Regions from separate parts of the Mus musculus genome. Here region 2 is linked to region 1. A link is a contact called in public Micro-C data. All regions are on one chromosome and are shown on one strand. Each heading gives the region's core, a stretch centred on a gene start, on an enhancer-like site or on the middle of the called end of the contact. The rest is flanking DNA. Distances are from core to core; before and after follow the strand shown. Region 1 overlaps Ints8 (integrator complex subunit 8). Region 2 has its middle 31 kb from the start of Virma.

The links. A called contact is a pair of places that touch in the nucleus more often than the background predicts.
Region 2: a Micro-C map of granulosa cells shows a contact between it and region 1, with 2.1 times the contacts expected there. The contact joins two enhancer-like sites. A contact is called at or near these places in 2 of 484 Hi-C or Micro-C datasets (the G1E-ER4 cell line and granulosa cells), 1 of 115 datasets of contacts at active chromatin or transcription factors (stem cell-derived neural progenitor cells) and 1 of 9 other capture datasets (pancreatic islet).

The regions. Positions count from the first base shown.
Region 1 is chr4:11,231,476-11,234,940 of GRCm38.p6, reverse strand. It overlaps Ints8 (integrator complex subunit 8), which reads left to right. Exons shown (of 27, transcript NM_001159595.1): 10 at 229-370; 11 at 3,218-3,288. Among named protein-coding and RNA genes, the nearest start is that of Ints8, 21 kb to the left of the region's middle. Within about 2 kb of position 1,745, at least 14 of the 459 cell types and tissues checked have an H3K27ac peak or open chromatin away from gene starts, as enhancers often do. A contact at or near this core is called in granulosa cells, where this site is marked.
Region 2 is chr4:11,453,569-11,457,033 of GRCm38.p6, reverse strand. No RefSeq gene overlaps it. Among named protein-coding and RNA genes, the nearest start is that of Virma, 31 kb to the left of the region's middle. Within about 2 kb of position 1,738, at least 163 of the 459 cell types and tissues checked have an H3K27ac peak or open chromatin away from gene starts, as enhancers often do. A contact at or near this core is called in granulosa cells, where this site is marked.

The sequences.
Region 1 (3,465 bases), core at 496-2,995:
TTGTTTTTTTTCTTAGTTTCTTTTAAAAATCTTGCAGTGAGAAAGTTATTTGTAGTACAGTTCTTTCACTTGCTTAATCTTTAGAATTCTTTTTGTATTCTTTTTTGTACATTTTTTTGAATTGGTATATGGTATTTAGTAGAATACTGAACATCATAAATGTTAATTCTCAAAACTGTTCACGTTTTATAATAAAAACATTCATTTTTCTACTTTTGTGTTTTGTAGAAATGAAGCTCTAGATGAAATCTGTTTTAAAATTTGTGTCTGCAACACAGTACGAGATGTACTGGAAGGCAGAACAATTAGTGTCCAGTTCAATCAACTATTTCTTAGACCAAACAAAGAAAAAATAGATTTTCTCCTTGAGGTAAGGCATTTCCCCTATCTATGGTAATAGAACCTTTGTGTTTCTTTTCTGTGCTTAAGAGCTGACAGAATTAACAAATTGAGTAGCAGCAGCTGCCTTTCCCCCTCTTCTCCCCCTCTTTCTCTGTTTTCTCCTCCCTCTCTTCCCTCTCCTCCTCTGCCCCTCCTCTTCCTCTCCTTCTTTCTGCTTCTACTTCTTCCTTCCCTTCCCTCTCTCCTTTCCTTCTCCTCCTCCTCCTCTCTCTCCTCCTCTCCTTTCTCAACTTCTTCCTGTTGTGTGTGTGTATGTGTGTGTGTAGCCCAGGCCTCAGCTTCATTGTTCTTGTGCCCAGCCTCCCAGTGGTGAAGTAGGCATGAGCCCCAGTGTTGTGTTCTGCCCTTTACGCAGGCCTTTCCTCCTTTGCCTCCTTGTTTCTGCTGCGCTCTTTGCTTGCATTCTTTTTGCTGTTTCACTGACTGCTCTGCTCTATTGCAGTTAGGGCTGTACCCTAATGATCTGCTTTTTTCTTCTTCTTCAAAGAAACATTGTTTTTATTTATTAAGCCTGATGTGTAGACCAGACTGCCCTCAAATCTACAGAGATCCACTTGTCTCTGCCTCCCAAGTGATGAGACTAAATGCTTACACCACCACGCTTGCCTAAGATTTATTTTCTGTGCGTGTTTATGTGTCTGCCTGAGTTTATAGGCACCATGTGTGTGCAGGTACCTGCAGAGGCCAGAAGCCATCAGAGCCTCTGGAATTAGTTACAAGGAGCTGAGCTGTATGCCATTTGTTACGGTGCTGGGAAGTGAACCCGGTCTTCTGCAAGAGCAGTAAGTGCTCTTAACTGCTGAACTGTCTCTCCAGTCCCCAAGGGTTTTTTTTTTTTTTGTATGTTTGTTTTTGTTTTTTTGAGACAATTAACTACATAGCCCTGGCTGTCCTAGCACTATCTATGTAGCTAGGCTGGCCCTGAACCCAGAGATAACTGCCTATGTCTGCCTCTCAAGTGCTAAGATAAAGGCATGAACCCTACACTTGGCTTCAGCCCCCAGGTCTTAATTTTTAAAAACTTAACAACGTCGTATTATATTTATATGTGTATTTGCTTATTGTATATGTGTGTGTGTGTGTGTGTGTGTGTGTGTGTGTGTGTGCGCGCGCACACATGCAATTGCACACATGTAGAGAGAGGTTGGTGTTGGAACTCAAATATTATCATGCTTTTCCAAGCTCCCTTACCTGTTGAACTATCTCACCAGACCTAAAAAATTTATTTCAGTGTTCAAGTGAGCATATGTACATATGTGTATCCACCTTTATATGAGCTCAGAGGCCAGAAGAGGGTGTTAACTCACCTCACCCTCTGTCACCCTCTGCCTAATCTTTTGAATCAAGGTCTCATTGCTGATCCTTGAGCTTGTGGTTTTTCCACTGTGCAGAAAACAAGCAGGGCCCAGGAGTCCTCCTATCTCTGCTCTCTTGGAGCTGGGTTTCATGCATCTTCAGGGACACTGAGCTTGTTAAGTGCATGCTGGAATCTGTCCTTGGGATCCTCAGAGTTACTGCTGAGTGGTTTGTCAGCTGTCAAATTTTAATTGTTTCCTTTTGAGATACAGGCCGATTGCTTCGCCTACCTGGTGTCAAACTTGGTATCTTTTTAACTTGGTCTAGCAAGTGCTGAGATCACAGGCATGTGGCACCTCGCCTAACTTTACACGTTTCTTAGTATGGACCTGTATTGATTACAGGCATGATGCACTTTATATGTTTTGTATCCAGCATCATTGCTGATCTCTGAAAAGTTTTTCTTACTGGACTGAAGATGTAGCTTACTTGATAGAGTGCTTATTTAGCCTGCACAAAAGCCCTGGGCTCCTTCCCATCAACATGTAATACGGTTGTGGTAACACAAGTCTGCAATGGCAGCACTGAGATTCCTTCAGGAGAATGAGAAGTTCAAGGTCATTGTCAGCTACATGACAAATTAGAGGCTGCCTGGAATATATGGGACCCTGTCTCAAAGGAAAAAGAAAAAGACAACAACAACAACAAAAACAGCATTATAACTTTATTTCTCAGTGTAGTAATCTGTCATAGGTATTTGGATTACTCCTTTTTTGAGGGTGCTTAGCAGTATTTTTTTCTTCTTATATGTTAGAAGAGTTCTTGAAACTTAGTAGAATAGAAGGCAGATCCTAGATAGGAACTTAAAGCAACCAAGTTGGTTTTTTGTTTTTTTTGGTTTTTTTTTTTTGTTTTTTGTTTTTTCGAGACAGGGTTTCTCTGTATAGCCCTGGCTGTCCTGGAACTCACTTTGTAGGCCAGGCTGGCCTCTAACTCAGAAGTCCGCGTGCCTCTGCCTCCCAAGTGCTGGGATTAAAGGCGTGCGCCACCACGCCCGGCTCACAAGTTGTTATTCTTAACTACATATGCCTGAATTTATGAAAATGGTTGGTCCCACTTCTTTCTTTAATGAATTCTTACCTTGGACTTTTGTTTTAAATTACTTAATCAAATCAGTGGTTAGTGATTGAAACATAAACGTTCAGTTATTTGGAGCAGTGGAGAGACAACTCACTAGTTAAGAGCATTGGCTGTTCTTGTAGAGAATCAGGTCAATTCCCAGCACTCAATGTCAGCCCAACCATCTGTAACTCCAGTTGCAGGGAATCTGTCCAGTGCCACCTTCAGGTCTGCAGACATCAGGCGTGGACATGTGCACAAGTAGACATCCAGGCTGAACATCCATACTCAGTAAACACACACACACAGACACATACACACCCTAAACATGAGGTGTTTATTTTGAAATCTCAACATTTCAAACTGAGATGCATATTCAAATGAAAATTCTAATTCCTAGGTATGTTCAAGATCAATAAACGTAGAAAAAGCTTCAGATTCTCTGAAAGGAAACATGGCTGCTTTTCTAAAGTGAGTACCTTTTTTTGTTTTAAACTTAGAACTTAGTTTCATGAGAAATATATTTTTTCTTTTTTTAGACATTTTTTTAAAATGTTATGTGTATATGTGTGTATTCGTGTCTGTTTCTGTATGAGCACATGCAAGGGTGTCTGTGTGGAGGTAAGTGGACAAAGGATTCTGTTCTTG
Region 2 (3,465 bases), core at 489-2,988, 220 kb before region 1:
TGCCTCCCAAGTGCTGGGATTAAGGCGTGCACCACCACGCCCAGCTATAAATAAATCTTTAAAAAAAAAAAAAAAGACAGGAGGAGGTTTCTATTTGATGGGCCAGGAGAAGTGCATCCTGAGGACAGACTGGTGGAGCAGCCGAGGCGAGACTCAAATAGCAAGTTATTTAGGAAGAGCCAGTCTAGGATAGAAAAATGGTATAGGGGTAATTGCCCAGTAAAGCATGCTAAATAAATCCTTAGGGTTCTGCCTCAATTAATTGGGGGGACTGGACAAGTCATAATAAAAAATAAGTGGCTAGAGAGATGGCTCAGCAGTTGGGAGCACTGAGTCTTCCAGAGGTCTTGAGTTCAATTCCCAGCAACCACATGGTGGCTCATAACCATCTATAATGAGATCTGGTGCCCTCTTCTGATCAGCAGCCATACATGGAGGCAGAATGTTGTATACATAATAAATCAGAGAGAGAGAGAGAGAGGGAGAGAGAGGGAGAGAGAGAGTTTCCAGGGCAGCCTGGACTGTTACACAGAGAAAACCTGTCTCAAAAGAAAAAAAAAAGAAAAAAAAAAGAAAAGAAAAAAGAAAGAAAAAGGGAAAAGAAGCTATGGAGCAGGGTGGTAGTTCAAAAGGTAAGGCAGCCTTCTATTTATTTGTAAAAAAATATTTATTTTTTATTTCTTTTATTTTTAGGAGTATAATTATAATATTTTGCCTTCCTCTTTCCTCCCTCCAAACCTTCCCACATGTCCCTCCTTGCTCTCTTTCAAATTCATGGCCTCTTTTTTTTAATTAATTGTTGCTATATGCATATATGTATGGGTACATACATATATATTGCATATATGTATGTGTAGATACATACACATTCCTAAATGTAACTTGCTCTGCATAATGTTACTTGTATTTTACCTGTATGCCTACATGTGTGTATGTGCAGGTTCCATGTGTGGACCTAGTAATCTCAGATCCCCCAGAGCTAGTGTTGTAGACAATTGTGAGCCGTCATGCTCGTGCTGGGAATGGAACAGTAAGTTCTTTCAATCACTGAGCCATCTCCCTAGCTGCAGGAAAGGCCATTTTCTTAGCACTCACTTTCCTGTGCATGATCTATCTGTTGGGAGTTGCTCCAGAAGAAATAGCTTCCAGCCTTCCTCTTGGCTATCCTGTTCATTGAATACTAATTCCAGATTTCGAAGCCCCCATCCTGCGTGGCCTGCAACCTGTTCTCAGACTCCCAGGCTCCAGAAGGGTGAGAAATAATTTTTTATGGCTTATAACCTATCGAATTTATGGTACTTTGATACAAAAGCTCAAACAGGCTATTATGAAAATCAATAAATTCAATTAAAAATTAAAAGCCACAAGGAAGAAAGCAAACAGAGTCCCGAGGGAGAATCGGCGGTGTGGTGAAGGAACTACATAACACAGTTACACTTAATAAGCGACTCGTGGGATCAGAAGCCAGTCTTGCATAGATAGACTGAGGAGAGGGGTTGGCAGAGGAGCCACATGCAGGAAAGCTCAGAGGACCTGCACGGACCAAGCATGAGCGTGTATCACCACTGCCCGCACAGGGTCACAGAAAGAATGTTGCGGCACATGTCATCTCCCTGAGGGCTGGTCACAGGCTCTAGGAAGAAAGAAAGCACACTCACTTCCCCACAGGACTTGCCACACGAGACTGTATTCATTCACCTATGGCCGCTTCCTCCTTGCCTCAGATTGGCCAGTGCCCAAGCTACGCCCCTTCACCAGTTACAGCCAACAACAATGAAGCCCTTGCTCGGATTCCTGCCTCCTCATCATCTCACTGCTGCGATTTGGCACTTGAGTTTAGTCAGGGCTTTCTGACTAACTGCTTTTCTATAGGATGAGAAATCAGGTTCCAGAGTTAGGTGACCAGTATCTAACATTCCGGACCGCTAGTATGAGCGTTGATACTGTCGACAGGATCTAGGAATCAAACGCTGGGCATGTCTTTGGGGGAACGTGGGGTTTCTAGATTCAGTCCAATGAGCTGGAAAGATTTACTCTACATGAGGGAAGTATCAGTCCACGGCTGGTGTCCTGGGGTGAGTGGGGGTGGGGAGAAAGAAAGAAAGTTGAACATTAGCTCTCCTCTGGGTGTCCTAGCATCAAACACCATGTGTCCACGTCCCCGCCTGGGTGCCTTCCCACCCATGGTAGACTGTGAGCCTACATTAAACCCTTCCTTCCTTAAGTTGCTTTGTTACCTAGTGAGAACATTAATATTATTTATATTTATATTATTTTAAAACTATTATACTACCTAGGTATTATTGGGCACACGACTGTAATTTTCAACAATGGGAGTCTGAGGCAGGAGGATTGTGAGTTTGATGCCAGCCTAGGCTATTTAGGGAGCCTCTGTCTCAAACAAGCAAACTCCTGCACTCATGAAGTTTACAACTTAAAAATCACAAGACTAAACAGATATTCCTTAACAAAATACAAATAAGCACAGTGTTTTACTTGTTCCTCAAGAAATTGAAAATACGGATGTCAGCGATCATTTTCTATTTCCCAGTTCACTGGCTGATGTTGGCACGTTCCTGTGGGTCTCACTGTCTCAATGTTTCATGCACTCAAACCTTGTCTTCTACTTGCGTCCTTATGGGATTCAAACCAAAATGCTAACGTTGTCCTAAAGTTTAGGACAGAATGCTTGATCAGAAAGAAAAAGAAAAAGAAAAAGAAAAAGAAAAAGAAAAAGAAAAAGAAAAAGAAAAAGAAAAAGAAAAAGAAAAAGAAAAAGAAGGAGAAAAGGAGAAAAAGAGAAAGGGAAAGGGAAAGGGGAAGGGGAAGGGGAAGGGAAAGGGGAAGGGAAAGGGAAAGGGGAAGGGAAAGGGGAAGGGAAAGGGAAAGAAATCTCTAAACTGAAGCTCTCTGACAGATAAAGACCTTCCTCAAAGGAGAACGACAGAAGGATGGTAAGGATTTAGAGCCACGAAAGCAGCCTGGGAATCACCGCAGTGTACTGACTGGATCTGGCCAGGAGAGGGAAGCAAACTCTAAGACTATTATCAGCAGGGGTGAAGCAGCTACTTTAGGTAGGTAGTTGACTTTGAAGCCTAAATATGTATCTAAACTCTTTGTCTCTGTCTCTGTCTGTGTCTGTCTGTCTGTCTGTCTGTCTGTCTGTGTCTGTATCTGCATCACTCTCTGTCCCCCCTCCCTCTGTCCCACCCTCCTCCCTTCCCAGGAAGTTCTACCTGCCTCCTCCACACAAGAACTACAAGTATGTGCTACCATGCCTGTGGTTTTTTTTCCTTCCTTCTTTCTTTTTCCTTCCTTCCTTCCTTCCTTCTTCCCTCCCTCTCTCCCTCCCTCCCTTCTTTCTTTTGTTCTTTCTTTCTTTCTTTCTTTCTTTCTTTCTTTCTTGTTATTTTCTGAGTTAAGGGTTCTCTGTGTAGCTCTGGCTGTCCAGGAACTCACTCTTTA